Linked DNA regions of Mus musculus: region 2 is linked to region 1. Evidence: chromatin contacts called from public HiChIP or PLAC-seq data. All regions are on one chromosome and are shown on one strand. The core of a region is the stretch at or near the end of the contact, and the rest is flanking DNA. Distances in the headings are between cores, read along the strand shown. Region 1 overlaps Ptprt (protein tyrosine phosphatase, receptor type, T). Region 2 holds the start of 9430021M05Rik (RIKEN cDNA 9430021M05 gene).

Region 1 (4,906 bases), core at 685-3,184:
GAATTGAACTGGGATCTTCTGGGAGAGCAACCAGTACTCCTATTTATGAAGCCATCTCTCTAGCCCAGAATTCCTATTATCTGCAGCTCAAGTGTCATCTCAGAGGACAAATATATCCATATTTGGCAATGTCAAATATAAATTTCTTAAGAAAAGCAGTATCTCTAGGACCTAAGAATGAAAACTAAGGCTTTCACACTTGGAGGGGGGAAACCATGTATTATTTGAACAGTCTTTTACTGAGTACTTGCTGTGTGCTGGGTGATGAAATGAAGAACCCACACGGAGGCTCCAGTCTCTTGGGGAGGCAGATTATGCTTTAGTCTGAAGTCCTTTCAAGGCTCACACTGAAGCCTAACTCTGTTGGGTAGTAAATGGTGGCATCTTTGGAGGAAGTGATTATGTCCTAAGTGCTTCACCCACATAGGTGGATTGGTGCCTTAGAAAATGGATGGAGGAAACTAGTTCAGATCTACCAGCCTTTTGATGTCTGCCATTTGAAGTCACAATGTTCCAGGCTCCTCCTTGGAAGAAAGAACTTGACCTCCAGCCTACACTTACCAGGTTGCTGCTATCACTGTGGACTTCCTACCTTCTTAGAACATTAGAAATGAAATCTGTTCTCTATAATTACTTAGCCTATGGAGATTTTATTTTTGATGTTACGGTAACATAAATGAACTAAGACATGTGGTAACTAAGTATTTAGATAGTCATGAGTTAACAGTTGCTTAAACCAAAAGGATGTGAATGGTATATGCTATGCTGAAAATTCAGGTAATAAGCTATTTCTCTTTTGTGGTGAATAAACAAGGAATGTCCTTTAGAGTCAGAAACAAAAAACATAGCTGCCAAGACCATTATTAATAAAATTGCTTTCAACATATAAGGATCCAGAATGAGACAGGAAACAGCAATAAATAAAGAATCTTGCGGGGATACAAAGATCACAAACTTCTCTCTCTCTCTCTCTCTCTCTCTCTCTCTCTCTCTCTCTCTCTCTCTCTCTCTCTCTCTCTCTCTCTCTGTGTGTGTGTGTGTGTGTACATATACACAAGTGCATGTGTATAGAGGTGTAAGGATCTGTGGTTAACTCCACAACTCAAATAGTATGAAAAAGCAAAGAGTGCTTTATTCTGCAGAAGCCCAAAATTTGGGGTATCCCATTACAAAGATGGAGACCCCCAAGTGAGCTCAAAGGCCCAATTTAAAGCACATTAGGAGAATTCCCTTGAGGGGTAGATGAATTTATCTTAATCTGTTGGCTCTGTCTCTAGGAACATTCTAGAACCATTGCTGGGGTCTGGAAACTGTTGCTGACCCATTGCCCTTGCCTCAAGCCAGGTGGCAGGGCAGCTTCTGATGACAGGGCAATTTCTGACTGGCAGCCTGAGGCCTGAGTTTTTTTTTTCAGTAACTGACTTGCCTGGACTTGCCCAGTTCTTAGAAACAGAAACTTAGGCCTAGTTTCCTGAACTGCTAACTTGTAGCCTATCATGGAGTCAGCCTGTCTCAGAGGACAGATGTTGAAGCTGGCTACCTTCTTCAGTAACTCTCTCCTTTACTGTTTGAAACAAGGTATCTCACTGAAACTGGAACATGTGGGCTAGCTAGGACGAATAGCCAATGAGCTTCAGGTATCTGCCTGTTTCTGCCTGTCCTCCCCAGGGCTAGATAACAGACCACACTCTTGTGCCTAACTTTATCTTTATTTTTTAAACATTCATATTTATTGTTGAGGTAGCAATGGTTGTATATGTGCATACACATATGTTATACAGCACATGTGTAGTCAGAACACATTTTTTAGGAGTTGGTTCTCTCCTTTAGCCATATGGATTCTGGGGATTGACACTGGGTCATCAGACTTGGCAGCACACCCTCTCTGTAGCTGAGTCATCTTGCTAGCCTCACGCACAGCAGGCACTTTCCTAGCCAAGCCATCCCCTCAGCCCCTGTAGCAGAACTCTTTAGGGACAAAATATGAAAGGCACACCATTACAATAGTTGCAGCATGCAAAGGCTGAATTTTGCCAACATCGGGCTATTGCAATATACAGGGAAAATTGCATCCTAATCACAGTAGAAAACTATGATTCAGAGGATTGAAAGGAAACAAAGCTTTCCAGTTTCAGCATGGGCAACCATCATGCAGGAGCAAGCATCAACCCCAAGTTCCAAGAACCCAAGAAGAACGATTTTAAAGTTCATTCATTGCAAAAACAAAACTTGAGCAGTAAAGAACCTTCTCACACTGACCGACCTGTGCTACATTCTTAAAAGCCTCCTATGAAGGACTCATCTCCTTGTGAGAACATCTCTGAAAAAAAAATAAATAAAACATTCTCCCCCAGGCCACAGCTGGCTGCACCTGATGACAGTGATCAATGGCTCTATTATGTAGATTTGTCTCTGGCTCTGGTCCTGACCACCAGATAGCCCAGTTGACTGTCTGAAACGGATATGCTAGGATGCTCTGGCCACAAACACAGTAAACTCTCTGGAGAAGTTTTCCCCTTAACTTGGCTTGTTGCCCCCTCCCTGAAGATTCATCATCCTTTTGGTAGCTCCTCCTGAAGAGATGTCTGATCAAATGTAAGAGCCCCAGTTGTCGGTGTGAGGTAGACATTAACATTACTCCTGGCATGAGATAGGAGTTAGGAGTCTCTTCACTGGGTTGGACGAACACACTAAGACAATGTTCCTTGACAAACAACCTGGGAATGCAAATCACAAATGAACTTCTGGACTGTGGAGTCTGGTGGGGTAAGAGAGAGAGTGGTGAGCTGGGGTCAGATAACCACACCTTGAGAAGCTCTGATAAGAGGTTCAAGCTTTGTGACAGAGGCTGCAGGAATGCAACCCTGGAATTAAACCAGAGACTGACATTATCACATTTCCCATTTTAAAGGGAGAACAAGCTGGTGATGGTCTGGATCCATGTAAGAGAAGATACATAGCAGGAGAGAGAGAGTGAAGCTGTCGGCTGCCTGTCTTCAAGTTCACTTTGCAATTACTGCCTTTCTCTGATAACTGGGATAAATGCCATCCGCACCACAGCTCATGCTCAGAAAAACCCAGCATGTCCCCGTACTGAAGCAGCCTGAGCTGGAAGCTCTCAGGGATAAAGGGGTGGTGCCCTGTATGGAGCTGATGGAGTAGAGTGCAAATCCAAGGAGTGTTATTCAGCCAGTCCCTGAGCTCAGCCGCACCCTAGCTCTACCAATGCTGAAGTTTAATGTTGCTACAATAAACCTATTCATGCCTAAGAACAGAGAAGCTCAAGCAGTGACTTCTCCCCTATACTGTCCCTCTTTATACTCCAACACATACATGTATATATGCATGCATACATGTATGTGCTTCTCCAACCATATTTGTTAGAATACTAGCAGACACTGCTCTTTTATATGAATGAAAGCTACACAGCCTGGTTCATCTAATACCCTTTGCTTGGCTCTACAATACCCTTCTTTATCTCTTGCTCTTAAAGGGTAGTGAGCATGTTGTTCTTATTCGGGGTTTAGAGCTACTTGCCTTGACCTAATTGGGAACATGATCACCTGTGTCCTCTTCATTCAGGGATCCAAGGATTGTGTGTTAAGGTAGGTTCAAGAGCATATTCTAAAACCATCTGTAAGCTCTCATGTGCAACTGAATCAGACTCTGAGTAGGTCTAGGGGCTGGGACTGGCATCGTGAAATTCTCACTCATCCCCAGGTGATTCTGCTACTACTCCTTAGTGGCTCAATCCTGAAATAGCCAGATGTGACTGCTGTAGACTCTGAGCTCTTTGTATCAATTTGCAAGTAGCACTGGGGTTAGAGTGAGTGACCTGGATCTATGCCATTCGTCAGCCTGATAAGGAGACATGCCTTAGTCTGTCATCTATAAGTGGACATAGCTAAGACACGAAAACTTGAGGGCTTTGGAGGAGTGCATGCAGAGGAGGAGGATGCCATCATGAAGTAGAGGTTACAGTAATGTTTATTGGTCACAGTTATAGCACTATGGGCTCCATTGTAGCATAGGCATAGCGAGTAGTATGGAGATCATAAATCCTGTAGGTAGTACATAGTAAGGGGAGGTCATCAGGGAAGAGAAAGGGCAAAGCTGTTGGAGACCCCTATGCATTACTCTTTAACTGACAGTCGATTCTACTTTATCAGGTCTACAACAGCCCCAATGGACCATGATACCAGGAATACTACCTAACAGATTCCCTTATTTTCTGCCTCTAAAGACATTGCTGTGGGAGTCCTGGGGTAGTGAGACCCTATTGGGGCATACAGAAAGCTGAGATCTCAGCCAGATAATGTTGCTCCTGGGATGAGAAGAAGGGAAGAAAAAGAAAATCATGCACGCTAGAAGAGATTTTTGAAGAATTGGTCACAACTCTTTGCTTCTCTGAGGTTTCCCCTTTCTCTGATCTCCTATTAAAAATGAGTAATCCGAAGGTGGAGAGATATCTCTGTGATTAAGAGAACTTGCTCTCATAGAGGAATGGGGTTCAGTTCTCAGCACCCACATGGTAGATCACAACTTCTTATAACTCCAGCTCCAGGGGGATCTGATGCCCTCTTCTGCACTCTCAGCACCATATGACTGTGGCACACATACAGACAAGCACACACAAATGTACTCTTTGAGTAAAGGAGTGCTCCACTCTGTATTTATGGCCTCAAGAGGATCTTCTTATGGTTTATAAAGGCTAAGATTTTCCTGCTTTGGGAAGTAGGAGAAAAGCATGGGTCCTCTATTGCACTTTCTCCCAGCATTCTGCTCATACAGGAGAATTTGAGTCGGGCAAGAAATGAAATGTGCTTGTTCAGAGCTTCCATTCATAGGCTGGACATGGAAGAAAGAAGCATGAAGGGCATCATATAGTAGAACCAGAAATGGATGG
Region 2 (4,906 bases), core at 1,472-3,971, 830 kb after region 1:
AGATGTAAGCTCACAAATTGAAATTGCTTCCGAGACCGGGGAATCTTCAGATCAAAGGAATATGGAGAACACACTACTGAGTTTTAAAATGCATTATTTACTCAGACTTGCAGAAAGTTTAAAATAAGCTTTTTCAAAAGAGACCCAAACTATAATCATACTTATAACAAATTTGGATTCTGACAATACCACAATGAGGAATAAAATAAGAAGAGAAGTCCGTTTTAACAAGTCAACAGTTGCAGGATTAACGCGTCGACAATTACAGATGTTCATAAGGAAAGCCCCGGAAGAATCCAGTTTAAACGATCTAGTTAGCATTAAAGTAGAGCGATAATGAGCTAGGTATAGAAAAAAAAAAGATGCCCATTTCTATAAATGAGCGGAGCTTAGAACGCACCAAGTCACCAAGACAAGCTAATCCTACTCCTTTAAGGAGCCGGGAACAACGCAGCCGCTTGCTAAATATATGCTATTGTAGCTTTGCAAAAGCTATGGGCCCAGGTAGAACCAAAGGAAACATATGGCGCCTTCGCAGTCGATTTCTTCCCAAACTGTACTCCAGGATTGCTTTTCTTCCCGGTGTGTTCCGAGCAGCAAACAAAGAAAAGGTGCTTCCTCCTCACACTTCTCTAAATGTTTTAACAAAAGGCTGCTGAATAAACACATTACTCATTTAAAAATTGAACCGAAGTTCTATCCCTGAGATGAAAGCGGCTCGATTTGCATTTAACAGCTGTGAGCGAGCGCCACCTTGCGGTAACATGCGGAACCGGCGTGCGTTTCAGCCCTGGACAGCTTTCTGGAGCAGGTTCTGGGTTTACAGCTGCTACCCAAAAAAGGTCTGTGGGACGTGTTTGATCCGGTTTCTGCTGCGGGAACGTGAGTACTATTAACGTATGAATGTCCCGCCAAGCCTTAGAAGACAGTAAAGATTAGAATCATAAGTCATACCCGGGTCCCCAGGACTGCCTCAAGCACCCTCCTGCCAGCTTCCTGACACAGCACACCTAACGCAGACCCCAAAGCGAGGGAAACAAGAGCCTTGAAGCATCTTCAGAATGATGTTGCGGCCGTCTCTTTTCTCCCCCTCTTGTCCCAGCCTTTCAGCTTCAGACACCTCAAAAAGAGTGGCCTCCTTGCTCAACTTCGCTGGCACGAAAACAAGCTGTTCCTTCCCATACATCCTGTGTCCAGTTTCCATTTTAACATCAAGTCAGGGAAGAAAACCTAAGACATTTCTAACGGAATGTCACTCCGGCGGTTCTTCCTCTCAAAAGCAGCCTGTTTAGAGACTTCCATCAGGCTCACTGCCTTTCTTTCCCTTTCTTCCTCCCCTGATTTCTTATGTGAGCACAGCTGTTGCTTAGCAATCCAAAAAGAACCCTTTCCTAAGTTCCGCTGACATGCCTCAACGTGCCCCCCGCCCCCGACCCCGACCAGCGACAGCAGCTCAGTGTGGTCACTCCTAAACCAAAGGTGCTAAGAAACTTCGAGGTGATTTTGAACTTGGAGGTATCCCTCCCCACCTCTCCTTCCCTCTTTAAGGGACTCACGGAAGGAAGCCCTACCAGTGGGGTTTTAGTGATGAGAGAGACCCTCGGTAGTGGTCTCTTCAGCTCAGTCGCCACTAAGAAGACACTAGACACACTCTGGGGAACTAGCTACCTGCCCATGGGCAAGCCGAAAGACGAGTGTCCCGAAGTTTTCAGAAGCCCACTAGCTCACTGATCAAAGCCACTGCACTTAAAGGGCCTTAGCAGGGTACCCATTACTCTGGACAGAGCCACGAGGTGAGGTGAGGGTTTAGCCGAGTGGGTCATTCACAAGAACACTCCCATGGGAAGTCCCAGCTGCTAAGGGCTCGCTAAGGGGAGCGGCGTGTTTAGAACAACACTGGATGATCTTCAGTGTCTCCCAGGAGAAAGGAAAAGCCACCGCCCTGGCAGCCTGGGCCTGCTAGGGACCTGTGCTCCCCACTCCAAGAGCGCGCAGCCCAGGAAGCTGCCCGGGTGACAGTGCTCCGCGCCGGGCGAGAAGCGGCGCCTCCTCCCTCCACCCCGAAACACTCGAGTGACAGGTTCCGACAAGTGGGAGGCAGCAAGTGGAAATATTCGCAACAGCCGCGCAAAGTTACTCCCGCCCGGGGGTGGGGGGGAAGCGGCAGGAAAGTAAGGCGACGAGGGGCCAGGGGGGGACCTGGAGCGGGACTGGGCACGCCTGGACACAGCAGCTGCGTCCGGAGGTTGGGACGGGACTCCCACCGGGCCCCGGCATCCCCTGGCCACGGGACCCAACTTTCTCCTCCCAGGGCTGGGGAGAGCGAAGGGGCCCGGGGAGCCCGGCGGGCGCACTCACCTGCGGCGCTCTGCGCTCCGGCGCCGGGCAACGGCGGCCGCTGCAGCCCCAGGAGCAGGAGCCGGAGCAGGCAGAGGGCGAGCCCGCCAAGGCTCCCCATCCGGGCGGCAAGCGGCTCAGCCCCTTCCCGAGGGCGCCGGGGCCGGGACTCGGGCGGGCGCGGGGCGGCCCCGCATCGCCAGCGCGGCTGCAGGCAGTGCGCGCCGCTGGGCTCCCGGGGCTGGCTCCTCTCCGGCTGCGGGAGCCGGCGCCGCTGCGCTCCGAGCCCAGGCGCGGCGCGAACTGAGGCGCGAGGCTGGGCGGGGGCGGGACGCGGGGGCCGGGGGGCGGTGTCCCCAGAGTCCTAACGCCGCCGCCGTCGCCGCCGCCCGCCCGGGCGCTCCGCCTCGGCCACGCACACACACCCTCGCGCGCACGCCCGCCCGCGCCTGGCACACGCCCGCGGCTGCCACTCGCGGGCTCCCCCACGCACCCTCTCCCGGGCTGGCCGGCTCGGGGCCGCTCGCGCACTCAAGCGCGTACACACATCGCTCTTGCACACACAGGATCTGCGGGGTATTCGCCTCTTCGCCCCGCGCCACACCACCCAGCTGAGCATCGCTTTCAGGCTACCCTGCGGGGGCGCAGGTACGAGGCGATGGGGGGAGGAGAGAAACCTGGAACAGCCTTTGAAGTAAGGGTGGGAGAACAGGTGACTGGGGGGGGGGGGGGCAGTGCGAGCAGGCAGGGGGAGGGAGAGGCCCGATCAACTCCGGACGCTACAGGGCTGTGAATTGCGGGAGGGGGATGCTTCGCAAAGCTGGGGACAGCTGTTGAAGGGTCTCCTGCACACCCTAAAATTCTCTCGTATATTCATATTCTCCCTTTCTCTTTCTTTCTCTCTCCCTTTCCCTCCCTCTTTCCTCATCCCCTATCATCTAGTCAGCAGTCCAGCACAGCCGACCTTAATCACAACACATCTCTTTCTCTTGTCCCTAACCCCGCCCTACACACACAGGTGTGGGAATCTCTCCCCCTTCTCTAGCTGCCTCCCCTGTTCTCCCTTTCAGAGAGAAATGGAGCTTTCCCCCTTTTGCTTCCTGGTCTGAACAAAGACCTGGCTGGGGCTGAAGGCCTAAAGACATAGATCACTGGGCAGTGCCTGCCACAGCCCACAGGCCTGCCACCAGGGGAGGGATGTGAGCCTTGTATATAAAGGCCTTCGATAAGGACACCCAAAGATGCTGAAGGGATTCCTACTTTGTAAACACTTTACTGCCTGCCCAAAGCCCTCCTTCGGTTTAACAAAGTGTTTCCCCCTCCCCATTCCACTCCCTTGTTGGAGTCCCAAAGGACTGAACCGGACAGACAGACCATTAGGAGTCATATGGAAGTCAAACACAGCCAGCATCTCCAAAAGTGGGGCACCAGGGGCTCTGGGTTGGAGTTGCTTTGGCAGAGCCTCACTGGTACCCCAGCTCTGCCGAGGTGGACGTTTTTTATTGAACACCAGCCCATTTATTTCTCTCAGCCCACACTTGTAATTCCAGGCAAATGCTTCCACCTGGCTCTGAACGACCTCCCTCCACCTCCACAGCCTCCACTTTTCTCAAGATAAACACAGGGGCCAGCCCATTGCATGGCCAAGCACCTCCCACACTTCCCTGGTCAAAGCACTCTCCCAGGGGAGAGGACCCCTCCCCCCCCCAAAAAAAAGAAAACCCTGCTGCTTAGCCCTCACTCCAGGGAATAGGGTTTGTGCTCTGGGGGGTTTTGGGGGGGGGGGGAGTGGCGGGAGCCTGGGAGTTAGACCTCTTGCAAGCTACCTTGCAGGTCCTTAAATTTTTTACTAATATTGACAGTGCACTTGACTGGGCAGTCATAGCCTTGGCTGTTCTCTGGTGACACAGGATGATTGCCCCCCTGGGAACAATAGGAATAGAAGATCCCTTCAGCTCAGAGCTAAACTGCCCAACTGTTTGATCCAGCCCATGTCTATCCAGGCCTAGCCTTAAGTTAATGAGTTAGAGTGCAGCCTCTAAGAAGAAACATGACTCCAGCCCACAGCTGTGATTGTCCTGGCTGATGGGAGACTGGGGGGGGGGGGGGGGGGGGCTCTGACCCAGGAGAGGAATAGGAGGTCTCTAAGCCACTAAGTAGTTTGGTGTAACTTGTCAGGGTTCCCCTGAGTGCCTGCCAATCCGTCCCCTCTCTCAGGCATTCTAAGGATAAAATAGCGGTTCTCGGGACATCTTCTGGGCTCTCACCATCCCTCAGCTCCTGAGCCCATGCTACAGGATGTTATTTATCACTGTAGCCAAAACTCCAAAATCCGAATGGGGATCGCATGGCCCCAAGGAAAGTCATCTTGTTTCTTGGTGAGCGACTAGCAGAATGTGACCTGATCACAGCAGCAGGTCTTGCTTGCCCAGCTGCAGGGTCTCAAACCAGCACCCTCTTGGGTTTGGTCTGGAGCTGTAGTTCCCAGGCCCTGTGCTCCACCTACTGACTGGTAAGCTTTGGCATCTGGCCTCACTGTCACACTGCACCAGACCAGCTCCCTCTGCCT

Evidence for each region. HiChIP or PLAC-seq counts read pairs in DNA pulled down with a chosen protein or histone mark.
Region 2: a contact with region 1 is called in an H3K27ac HiChIP or PLAC-seq map of VIP interneurons, with 12 times the contacts expected there. The contact joins the promoter of 9430021M05Rik here to the enhancer-like site in region 1. A contact is called at or near these places in 9 of 39 promoter capture datasets (the 3T3-L1 cell line, the C10 cell line, embryonic stem cells and 4 more), 4 of 115 datasets of contacts at active chromatin or transcription factors (VIP interneurons, embryonic forebrain, forebrain and 1 more) and 1 of 9 other capture datasets (adipose tissue).

What each region holds. Positions count from the first base shown.
Region 1 is chr2:161,832,132-161,837,037 of GRCm38.p6, forward strand. The region is part of intron 9 of Ptprt (protein tyrosine phosphatase, receptor type, T); the gene reads right to left. Among named protein-coding and RNA genes, the nearest start is that of Gm35374, 440 kb to the left of the region's middle. Within about 2 kb of position 1,935, at least 5 of the 459 cell types and tissues checked have an H3K27ac peak or open chromatin away from gene starts, as enhancers often do. A contact at or near this core is called in VIP interneurons, where this site is marked.
Region 2 is chr2:162,658,442-162,663,347 of GRCm38.p6, forward strand. It overlaps 9430021M05Rik (RIKEN cDNA 9430021M05 gene), which reads left to right and starts at 2,722. Exons shown (of 4, transcript NR_033569.1): 1 at 2,722-2,985; 2 at 3,280-3,355. It overlaps Ptprt (protein tyrosine phosphatase, receptor type, T), which reads right to left and starts at 2,706. Exons shown (of 31, transcript NM_001291150.1): 1 at 2,359-2,706. The coding sequence starts at 2,458.